2 separate regions of the Cyprinus carpio genome follow, and region 2 is linked to region 1. A link is a contact called in public Hi-C data. All regions are on one chromosome and are shown on one strand. The core of a region is the stretch at or near the end of the contact, and the rest is flanking DNA. Distances in the headings are between cores, read along the strand shown.

Region 1 (6,264 bases), core at 3,696-6,195:
TTCTGTACGGTGTCCCGCATAGACATAGATATATAGGGGGAAAAAAGATATTGTGGCCACAAATATCACAAAAGGATTCGCTCCAATTATGTGTTTATTCATTACCACGCTTTATAAATTCTGTCCCTCATTTTAGTTCAATCATTGCCACGTTGTACTAATTAATTCCCTGGTCACTATGACCTAAATCAAAGAAACAAATGAACTGTGGGACAGTTCTTTCACTCTAAGAGCAAAATCTACAGAAGAACAGATAAGGTACTAGTGATTTTCTGCCAGGAGATTATCCGTTACAGACATTTTCTTTAACTCAAAAACACAACACAATACAGTGTGTAATCCAAATTATGGGTGAAAAACCTGTGAAACAAGTTTTTTCTTAGTACATGGCCTCAGTATCTTGTTTTTTCCCCACGTTATGTGCAGGGTTGTGTAGTGGAATACAAAGGGAGATTCTTTTTTTCTCCTTTTTTGTTGACAATCCTTTTAAGCATTATCACATGAGCCACACGAGTGATCTGACTGCATGTAATCACAACCGTGCAGATATTCTATAAAACATGAGTGTGATGTTAGCCATTTAGTTTTTTTTTTTTTTTTGTGTCAGCAGAAATTGCAACCCAAAAAATACCCAGTCATTAAAGTCAGCATGAATTGCAACACATTTTACCTCTGCAATATGATGTATTTCTGAGTGAATCAGGATATAAGAAGAAACACAAAAGTAAAATCAGGCTTGAATTATCCTTAAGGAACTGATTGAGGGGCAAAAGTGGTGTTACAGACCAAACTGAAGGCAGTTCCACTCAGGTTTTGATGCTCACGGATGAGAGAAACCTCACTAAAAAATATCCTGAAGCAAGAAAACACAAAACCTCGTTACTTCAGCTCTGCTTTTGAAAGTTGAGAACACAGACAAGCGAAATATGATAAATAATATAAGACAGAAGAAGACCAGAACTAACTGTTGTATAAAAAATTGTTGTTGCATGGCATTTTTTTATCAGCATGCAGTGACCATTTTGTGAACTTGCCAAAGAACATTCAATCCCATTTGGAAAATCACATGTCCGTGCCGAATATAACAGCACTGGATGCACTGCATATTTTCAGTAATTGCTTTGGCTGAGGCGGTGCTCATTGAACACTACTGTCCACGGCTTAGAACGGTTTCGTTTTTGCCAGGTGCTGCTGCAAAGCCAACACCTGTAAGGCTCTCTTGTGCGACTGTGGTAAATACCTTCACTGCCAAAAACTGAGCAGGAATGCAAGAGATGTGCCTCATTAGCTTTTTCTTCAGCTGCATTTTTTCGGACTTTCTATGTGTGTGCTTAAGAGAGAAAGAGAGAGCTTGTGTATTCAGCCAAGCCCAACAGGGTCCGAGCAAATGGGTGCGTGCTCGTGTTTTCGTATTAGCGAGTGTGTGTCCGCCATGTGCCTGTCTGTGTGTGACTGTAGCCCCGCAGTACCTTCTAGAGAGATCCTGCAGCAGCACAAAGAGACCCTTGTCTTAAGGTGTCACAGAACAGTATGTATCAGACACTATATTAAATGTCCCCTAAGCATAGAGGAAGTCTAGCGAGGGGTGAGGCCTTGCCAGGGAGCCACCAAAGGGGCTTTTGACAGTGGCCAAAACAGATGGCTGGGAATGGGGAAACAAGGTCAAAGAACACCGAACACGCTATCTCCGCTTCTTTCTCCTCACTACATTCGATACGATTGAGCATCATCTGATGTTTGCCTCTCTTTTTAATTAAAATGGATGCTTTGGAATAGGAGCTTCGTTGTTTTCCCCCCAAAGGTGCTTAAGGGGGGAAGTAAAGATAAAAGAGTGGCTTTGTGTCTGGCCACTGAATGAAAGGAACCACTGTGTTGACTGCTCCAAACAAGACCAATCAAAGATAACCTGTGTTCGAATGATAAGAGCTACACCGTTGGTTCAATGACATGTATCTACATGGAGGTTTGATAACTTGTGGTAACACGACCTTTGGGTGGTCCCATCGGTGTGATTATGGTCGCCACAATGTTTTCCAGCCCTATCTGCTGTAATCAAACGCTCTCCTGGTCCTTTACTGGGTGATTTGTCGATCACAATAATGAAAACTCATTAGAATGTTTAATTTAGCGTGCTTCATTTAGTGCGCTACTTTCTATGCTGTACATTTAACACAGCAAGAGCCTTCGCAAAATGAGGTGGAGTCATTAGTAAAGGTAAAATGAATGCCGTCTGTGATTATACATCGTTTATCCTTGTACACATGAAATTAGTGTCAAATCAGTGAGCCCGATGGTGTTGTTAAATCAAAATATCCAGTTTCTAAAGCAAGATATTGTAGGTCAACCTCAAGAGTGATTCTGACAGTAAGATGTATTATACATTAAACATGTCCAGCTGCAGAACAAGGGTGCCTGCTGGGACGCGGAGGGGCTGTAAGACTATCCCGTTGTCCTCTTACCGTGGAGGGCATAGCACAGGGCTCGCCTTTTTCTCTGACTGACATGAAAGTCTCAGGCAAGTTCAGCCATGTTGCCTTGATGTTGTCACTGAGCTGAAATGTTAGGGTCAGCTCTTTGTGGGAGTTGGGTTCAGACTCCGGCCCTTCCTCTTGCAGCTGTGCGGAGGGTTGTTGTCCGGAGATGGTATGCTCTCACGCTTGTCTATTGACGTATTAGGAGAAGTGCAGCTAGGCCAGCTGGACAGACAAAGCACAGTAAATAAGACTGGCCTAGAGCCCAATGCCCTACGGTACTGACAAATGAAATCTGTTTCTAAAATGTATATTTTGTTAAAAAAGAGGAATTAATGCATAGAATTACCGATATAGATTTTGTATTGAGGTTATTAGTTCCACTATAGAGGTTTGGATGGCGCACTTTTGAAACCATCTGTTTTGCATAAATTTAGCAAATCACCAAGCAAACAAGCCTTCACACTCAGCCTTTGTGATTATTGGATTTGTAAATGTCTGAAAATGAGAATGAACTTTTTTACTGTCACATGAAAATCCAAATCACAAAGATTCCTACTAGAATGACTGAACTTTGCCTGTGAAATTTCGCAGCATATAGTGTTAAATGTGATCATATTAAGTCATCTGTTAAGACACACACACACACATGAAAGTTTGCATATACCATCCATCAAATCAGCTAATAACAAATCCAGTGTCAAAGTTTATGCTTGACAGAATTATTTTGTGGTTTGTAGGGGCACTTAGAGGTTATAATAGTGACTGGCCATTGACCTGTATTCAGATGTGCCAGAGGGGACCAAGCTGAGCCCCTGACATATCTGAATGCATGCTCTCCATGACCAATCAATAAGCCATTATCACTGCACTCTGACAATACACACTCTGTGTATCGTTTAGGCTTCTATGGGACACAAGCATTAGGACTCCAATATCACGCTCATGCAATTTGGTCAACTTTGATATTTTCCTCACCTAAAAATACATTTTGGGGCTTTTGGATGATAATTCTATAATCCGGTGTCACACTAAAGAGAGAACCAGGTCAGTTTTATGACCAAAAGAAATCCAAAATCCCTCTAATCCTATGGCTGGCAAAGTACTTCTTACACTTCGCCTGATTTTTGTCTGACTACTTAAGCAGTGCAAGAAAAGGAATTGGGTTAAAGGCAATAACCCTTAAACCTCCGCACTTTGCACACTGCTATCCCGTTAAACTGCTGTTCCAATACTCTAATCAACTTACTGTACAAACAGCCTGCTTTGCCCTCTACCACAAAAACAACTAAACACAGAAGAATTTCCAGTATTATCATTTGAAACAAGGAATCCCTGTGAGCCGTTTAGCACAGCATAACCCAATTTTGTGTATTTATATAAAAGTGGGTTGATGTTTCTCTTTGAATTGATTTTGTATTGTATTGACAGAGTGGAGCAGGTCTTGGATTTCTAACACTGCTGCTCCCCTGCTGGACGGCAGTAGCGCTGCTTTCTCTACAGTGAGAGGGAGTTTGTGGCCCTATAAATACCACTCGCACTGTAGCTGTCCAGCACAGGAAGTAGGTCTGTATTAATGTCTTGTAAAGTCTTGTGGTCTTAGTATGTTATTGCTATAAATCAGCTGATGATATCATCCTATAATTGGCTCACGTTTCTTTGTCTGATTCTCATTGTGAATTTTCCTATAAGCTGCAGCATAATTACACCCTTATGACTGTTTATATCATCAATAACTTGCATGTAAGTCCATAAAGTAGTCTTATTATATTTTCCATGATACATTGTTTAAGGTGTATCTCTGTAGTAATAACAGTAATTTCTTTGTTTAATTTTTGCTAGCTATCAGACTTTGACTTTAGATGTAATTAATTAATTTATTTATGTGATTGTTTCAATTTAGTTTTAGGTTAACAGGTTTGAATTTACATCTGCATATTTAACTATGTGCACATTAACAGTCTTGAATTGAAATGTTTATTGTAAAGAATTGTGCATTTTTTGCACAGCTGAAAAGGTTTTAAATTGTATTAAACCATGTCAAAAACTAGAATTTAAAAATAAATCATTTGCATTTTTTATTTTAGATATTTTTTTCTGTTTGTTTTAATTTTTTATTGTAGTTATTTAATTTAGGTGTTGTTTACATTTTATTTACTGCTACAGGTTTCCATACAGCCACTGATCACTATTTCCACTGATCTACTGATACTGTATGTACTGTATGTAGGCTATGTATGTAAGTATGTATCTCCTTAATAAATAATCAGTGTTTGGGATGTTGATAGTATTTTGTCCTGATAGTCAGCTATGTTTTATTCTCAAAAATATGAAGGAAACAAACAAGATCATCTCAGGACCACTGCATCTATTTTCTCCCTGCTGTCAATCTGCGGCTGGGGTGCATGGTTTAGGAGGCGGAGTTTGTGTGTCTGTGTGGGCGGGGTTTCCGCTAAACTCTGGGTTAGGTTGATTCACTATCGATCATTGGGGAAAGACGGGGCTAGATTTCCTTGTGGCGGAGAAATCTGATGTGTATGCAACATGAATCGGGCGATTGCGGGGCGCAGATTAATTTTAGCACGTTAACAGAATTGTTTCGGACTGATTGTCTTCACCGAATACAAATTAAATATCACTTTTCTCCCTTGCTCCAAGAAGAAGTGTTTTGGATCGGACTTGCCAAAATCACTACTTTGTTTCTCTTACGGACGGTTTGTGTTACCTTAAAGTAGTCGCGTCTTAAGAGAGTTACGCGTCGCTACGGTTCGTGAAGTTCGGAGAAGCGAGGCCCGATCTCTTGATCCGTGGAGTACTCTCGAGTCTCTCTGGATGGATGGATGGGTATGGGGAGAGCAGGATCTTACTACCCCGGGGCTGAGCGCCTCATCTCTCCGCTACTGCATCTACTAGTGCTGTGCACACTCTCCTCTCTCACTCACATAGGTAAACACGGTCTCAACACTTTATGCATGATTCATTGAACGTAAACAAGTTAAATATACATTAAAACACATTTATAAAGTAGTTTTTGTCTTGAGGGGATGTCTAATTCTCGCTTGTATAAATATAGAATTGGATTTACGTGCTATTATGATAGTGCTGGTTAATATACATATATATCCCCACAAAAAAGTGGATTCTAGTTCTTCATGTGACAGTTTTACAGTCTGGGGCAGTGTCCTTCATCCGTGTCTTCTTCTTGCACAGTTATTGTAGCTTTATATTCAATAGCCTAAATGTAGTGCATTGATCTACGCGTCCCTCTTGCTTGACTGGACTGGTTGCTTTTCAAAGGAAATTAAATATTTATGAGTGATCATAATATTAATTAATTTTATTTCGTATTCTCAGGTGATTGTTTGATTCGGTTTTATTTGTTGTTTGCTTTTGTTTTTGTGATGGCAGACCACATGCTGTAAGTTGCAATAAGGTGGTGATAATTTGTTAACATCCATCTAGCTTTTGATCTGTTTTATTATTTAATTAGGGTTTTGCGATATTGATAAATGTTTAAAAAAGAAATAAAGTACTCTTCAGTTATAGTAAAAAAAAAAAAAAAAAAAAAATTATGCATTTCTTTACTAATTCCACTAATTCCTCATTTACTAAATTTTTTTTTTTTTTTTTTTTTTTTTTTGTGCCATTGACCAGTTTGGACAGTCATAAATGATTTTGTTGAAATTGGGAGACTGTGAATGCTACGCATTTGGTGCCCTGTTTTCACTTGGCACCTTGTCAAGTGCTCCACTTTGGGTGTCCTGGCCGTAGACTGTGTTAATGCCATTGTGAA
Region 2 (6,157 bases), core at 1,091-3,590, 91 kb before region 1:
AAAGAGAAAGCTGACCAATCTCATCTAGCTTCACAAAGCGGAAACAAAAGGACACAAAACAAGAGATTTGACCAACCCCAACACGGCGGCAAATATTTCAGCTTCCTGGTGCCAAGTGTACGGTTCACTGTCCGGTCACATGAATCTGTCAGTTTAGCACGTCTAAAGCAGCAATCAGCACCTCGCTCCTGTGTGGATGCCACAGCTCGAGGCCCCAAACATTGCCTGGCTCATTATTCCCTGAGGAAGGTCACGGCCCTGCCCGTCAGACCGGAACTTGCCCACTAATTAAGTACGCTGTTTTGGCACTGGACGTGTCATGTCTGTAGGACGCTTTATTGGGATTAAGGCCGCTCATGTTCACTTTTCATAAATGGGCAGCTGAGCAGATTCACACCAGGGCCTCCTTCTCTTAAAATGAATGAAATCTTAAACCCATGTTATATTCTACAATGCATAACTCAAGTAGAGATGGGATTGGGTGATGCCGGTTGCTTTAAACACTGTCATGCTGAAAAGACACAGTCAGTGTTCTAAGTGCTGCTCTGTTGACGATGCTCCGCCACAAAAAGGAGAAACACGAGGGAAGAGATGTTTCTCTTGTTTGAGGCACACAGCGTCTGGTGTGATGTGCTGCTTGAATCCCTAGCATCTGAAAATGTATCCTGTTATTGATTCCATCTCCTCTCTCGCGCTCTCTCTGCATCTGCGCACAAGAGAGACGTGCCAATTATGTAGGCCCTCAAGCTTGGCCTAGTTAGTACAGTGCAGGCTACAGAGGTTTTGCGACTAAATAATACAAATCCAAGACTGCTGCACAGACAATTATAGGGTTATAGCTTGCCACAATATGTCATATTCATATGTAGAGTAGCCTGCTATATTAGAAACAATTTTTGGATGAATAAAGGCATTTACTCACCATCATGTTGTTCCAAATTAGTTTGACGTTCTTTCTTTTGTGGACAATATTTTGAAGAAAAAACGTTTTTGTCCATACAGTGAAAGTCAGTGGGTTCCAAAACAACTTTTTAAATGACTACTTGATGCCATAATTGTTATTTTTGGATGAACTGTCTCTTTAAGTGTTAATTTAGTATGTCAGTGTTTTTTTTTACTATTATTCATATGCTATTATAGTTTTAATTGATAATTTGAATTAGCTTTTGTTTTTATTAAGGTTTTATTTTAGTTTTTATTTTAGTCTTTTCTGCATTTCTAATTTTAGTTCAGTCCAGTTTAGCTTTTGATTAACCAAAAATGTTTTTAATAGTTTTAGTCAATGATTATACCTCTGCTGTAGGCTGAAAATACGAAACAGAGCTAAATGCAGAACTTATATAATTGAGTATAGTGTTTTCCACAGTCTAAGCATTCTGAGTGTTAAAGCACTAAAGCCACCAGCCCATAAAGCCCACCCTCAGTCTCATCTGTTGACAGTGGTCTGTTGAGCTGTGCATTCTTCCTCAATGATGTGGTCTCCAGTGAGCACAGACTCTGGGTTTCTGAACCCCACTTCAACAAGAGATACAAAGAGATACGTATTGTGAATATATACAGATTAATATACAGATTTCTAATTTTTTGCCAAGTGTCAACTACAAAGAAATGTGCAATATAAAGAAACAACTGATACTGCTAAAGCCCACAAACAAAGGAATGTGAGGAGACTAAAAGCTACTTGAACCAGAGGCTTCATGGTTTACCTTTAATGTTTTGACTATGAGAGCATATAATTGGTTGATATGCTCCAATTTTTTTATTAAAATAAAAGAATAAGTTGCCTAAGTGCAACCATGTTGAAGGCAATGTTTAGACTAGTTCATACTGTAGTGTGTCATGTTGTGCCTAGATGGCACTCTTCCCCTAGATAGATGTCTAGTAATTGGCCTTTTGTTTCCAGGACATCTTCTGAATTGGGTCGAGTCAAAACTGTACAAAGGTCAATTCGGTGTTGTTTGTAGAAAACCTAGAAAGGTAGGCCTTGTCTCTTGTGAATCTCTGGTCTAATCGTGTTCCCCAAAAATGAATCTCAGCCAGCTTTCATCAGGAATCCCTTAATGTAATTTGTTTTCAATTTTATTTTTTAAAAATGGTAGAGACCATCCCTAGAGATGTTATCCAATGATATCTATTTCTAGCAAGGTCTTACTCTTGCCCTTGTGTTCTCATGGTTTTATATTCCCATTCCCTCTCATTATGTAAACAGTGATCATGTTGCACCAACTTCCCTATGTATCTACACCAATACATTTTTTTTCCCACTATTGGATTCTAAGGTTCTAGATCTAACTGTGGTTCTAAAGTTTTGTTTGCTTTCACATATTAGCACTGAATCTGGCACTGAATGTCTCTTTCTCAATACTCTTTCAGTATTTTATTTCAGCCCTTTCATAGGGCACACACAGTTAACAGAAGTTGGCAGAGATCTTTATGCCAGTCTTTATGGGTCCTTCACCACTCTTAGCATGGAGTCAGGTGTGGTTCAAGAAAAACCAGGAAACCAGTTGTTGACTAAGGCAGCTGTGTCTGCAGTTGTGGCCCCTACCAGACTCCCACCGTGACTTAGCATGGATTAGCTGGAACGGTCTTTCCCACAGCTCACACGCCGTGCACAGCCCAGGCCAGATGTGCCTGTGAAAATCATTCATCACACTGTGTGCTCTCATTTTTCAGCCATTTCATCTTTTTGTTTGCAGGGCGTTCAACGAGAAGAACAAAAGGGCTGGTCAGTTTCCACTTCGTTCTCATTTATTTATTTGTTTTTGTCTCTTGGCAGCCATGTTGAAAAAAGTTGAAATGATTAGGTCTGATTGGCTGTCAGTCCATTGGAAAATGGGAATGAGGTTTGGAATTGGGGCTGGGGGATGGATGACTGAAAGGAAGCGTGAGGAAGGCAGAAGGCTGAGGTCATCACAGGATGTTCGGCACATAAATTATCATTAATCTCTATCTCTAGCCGACTCCACCCCTAGTGTCTCTCTTTTCCCTCTCTTCTCTCGGTGTTTGTCTGTTTCCATATGAAGAGTGGGAATGCAGCATGGCTTATGAAACAAATTTAATAGAGTGCTGGTGCTCTGGGCTTTTTATTCTACATTTATCAGATGCATTTCGAGCCCCAAATTAAATAATGAACTGCGACAGGTTGTTTATATTAAAACAAATATGAGATTGTCTGTTATGCTGGAGCTGAGGAGCTTCCCCCTCCTTTATGGTTAAGTTCAAATGAATTCAAAATGCATGCAAAAAAAAAAAAGTTATAGAAATTTTTTTTGTTGTTGTTTGAGGAAGAGCATGAGATAACCCATAAATCAACATTTATAGTTGTCTATTACAAAATTATGTATATTTGTTTAGGTAATTTTGTGTAATCTAAACATTGACAAAATTTGCTTATATTTCGCTAATATAAAATATAGGCTATAAGCATTTTAAAGTCTCTCTTTTCCAGAAATACAGACCCAGCAAAAGTGAACGGCTTTTTGCCGTTCAAAAGTTTGGGATCAGTACGTTTTTTAATGTTTTTTAAAGAAGTTTCTTTCATCAAGGCTGCATTTATTTGATCAAAAAAAAAAAAAAAAAAACTTCATTTTGTGAAATATTATTGCAATTTAAAATAATTCAATTCAATTCAAGTTTATTTGTATAGCGCTTTTTACGATACAAATCATTGCAAAGCAACTTTACAGAAAATTAAGTTTCTACAATATTTAGTAGTAGCTTATCAGTGGTGACTGTCAATTCATGTGCATATGGCAGAAATGTTCAGAAAAATCAATAAAAGACGTAAACAAACAGACGATTAACACTATAAACAGCAATTATGCAATCAAACTTATAGCAAAATGTGGTAGTTCTGTATGTTGTCTCTGGGTTAGCATCATCTGAGGTCCTCTGAGGGGTTGGCATCATCTCTTCTCAGGTGTTCTGGATCCAGACTGGAGCTTGTGTAAATCCTACACTGGCAAAGCAGAGAAACAAATAGAGACATAATTAGCATAGCTGCTGTTCCAGCCAAGTAAAATTAATTAGTTTAACCCAAGCCTAAAGAATAATAATGCACATTTGATCAGATATAACTGCAGTCCAAAATTATGAGATGCATTATTTGAATGCTTGGCCAAAGAAGTGTGTTTTTAATCTAGATTTAAACAGAAGAAGTGTGTCTGAACCCTGAACATTATCAGGAAGGCTATTCCAGAGTTTGGGAGCCCAATGCGACAAAGCTCTACCTCCTTTAGTGGACTTTGCTATCCTAGGTACTATCAAAAGTCCAGCGTTTTGTGACCTTAGGGAGCGTGATGGGTTGTAAAGTGGTAGAAGACTAGTTAGGTACGCAGGAGCTAAGCCATTAAGGACCTTATAAGTAAGTAATAATATTTTGTAACTGATATGGAACTTAACAGGTAGCCAGTGCAGAGACTGTAGTATTGGGGTAATATGATCATATTTTCTTGACCTGGTAAGGACTCTAGCCACTGTATTTTGGACTACCTGTAGCTTGTTTATTGAGGATGCAGGACAACCACCTAGAAGTGCATTACAATAGTCCAGTCTAGAGGTCATGAATGCATGAACTAGCTTTTCTGCATCAGGAACAGGTAATATGTTTCGTAGCTTGGCAATGTTTCTAAGATGGAAGAATGCTGTTTTTGTAACATGGGAAATATGATTTTCAAAAGACAAGTTACTGTCTAATATAACACCCAGATTTTTGACAGTAGAGGAAGTAACAGTACATCCGTCTAATTGCAAATTGTAATCTACGAGATTCTGTGTAATGTTTTCTGGTCCAATAAGTAATATCTCTGTCTTATCTGAATTTAATAGGAGAAAATTATTGGAAAATAACAGTTTTATATTTTAATAAACTTTAAAACATAATTTATTCCTGTGAAACAAAGGTGAATTTTCAGCATTAATATTCTTCCATCAGAAATCATTCTAATATGTTGATATATAATCAATGTGAAAATACTTTGTTTGGCCTTCCAAAAGAGGACACAACTAGAAATCAGTGGCTAATTAACACTGTTCCAGAACAGTTCAACCCAAATATACAGATGTGTGCTGCGAGGATGGAGGATTTATGGAGGATGGGGACTGTTTCATGAACCAGTAGCCTAGTACAATGCGTCTGTGGCACAAAGGATGTTTCTATAAAGTGGGGCAGTTCCAACTTTGCAAGGACAGTCTGGTGCTTCTGACTCACAGTCTGTAAGTATGTTTACAGATTTAAAGAATTTGCCACTGATGAGTTTTGAGCAGTGTAGAGTAGCGCTTGTTGTTTGTTGTTTCTCTGATCATAAATGCAGACATGGTTTTATGTTTATGCCGGGCGATACGCAGCACAACGCGTAAAAAGACAGTATAAGTTATTATAATCAGTAATTATGACCCTGCTGGATGCAACAAATGCCTTGTTTGTAATGGGTTTTATTGGTTTTGTCTCATCGTGCTGAGAGACGGCACCACAGTATGGTAAGGGGCGTAACATTTCAGTCACAAGCTTGAGGCATTCGGCCAATCACAACGCACTGGATAGCTGGCCAATCAGAGCACACCTCACTTTTTCAGAAGGATGAGCTTTGTAAAAACACGTTTCAGAAAAGCGGGGCATAGAGGAGCAACAATAATGTACATTATGTGGAAAATAATCCAATAGTAGAATACATAAGATTTTATCACAACTGTGACTGTCACAAGCTGTCAAATATGGCTGTCTAGCGGTGACTTCCTGTTTAAATCGGTTGCAAATTAAGTTGCAAATTTCTAATAATCACACAGCATAGACCAGAACCACACATATTAGTCTTTTCCTCCTATACCACTACAATGTGTTGGAGTTGGGGAGTAACCTACTAGAGATTTTTTGTTGTTGTTTATTTTCAGTTCAACATAGAACATAACACAGTCAGACCACCTATATTCATTAAATATAGGTATTGTTTCCTGTCTGAGAGTGTGTGCCTGTAGCTTTACTTCAGTCAAGATGTGAAGAAGGCTCTTGATCTCCTCATGGAGAGACTGAGGTATGCTACACTAGTACTGTTTGCGCAGAACGGTATCATGAATACAAATGTATTTTAAGTTTTCTTCTTCTCAGTAAAAGTTTTAGCAAACAATAAGGGGAATTAAGCCACTCCCTTTATATAAA

Evidence for each region. A called contact is a pair of places that touch in the nucleus more often than the background predicts.
Region 2: a contact with region 1 is called in a Hi-C map of skeletal muscle, with 7 times the contacts expected there. The contact joins the enhancer-like site here to the promoter of LOC109071076 in region 1. A contact is called at or near these places in 4 of 8 Hi-C or Micro-C datasets (liver and skeletal muscle).

Annotation. Positions count from the first base shown.
Region 1 is chrB5:18,517,770-18,524,033 of ASM1834038v1, reverse strand. LOC109071076 (repulsive guidance molecule B) reads left to right here and starts at 4,945. Exons shown (of 3, transcript XM_042724688.1): 1 at 4,945-5,417. The coding sequence starts at 5,312.
Region 2 is chrB5:18,606,679-18,612,835 of ASM1834038v1, reverse strand. No RefSeq gene overlaps it. Among protein-coding and RNA genes, the nearest start is that of si:ch211-117c19.1, 16 kb to the left of the region's middle. Within about 2 kb of position 2,340, at least 1 of the 8 cell types and tissues checked has an H3K27ac peak or open chromatin away from gene starts, as enhancers often do. A contact at or near this core is called in skeletal muscle, where this site is marked.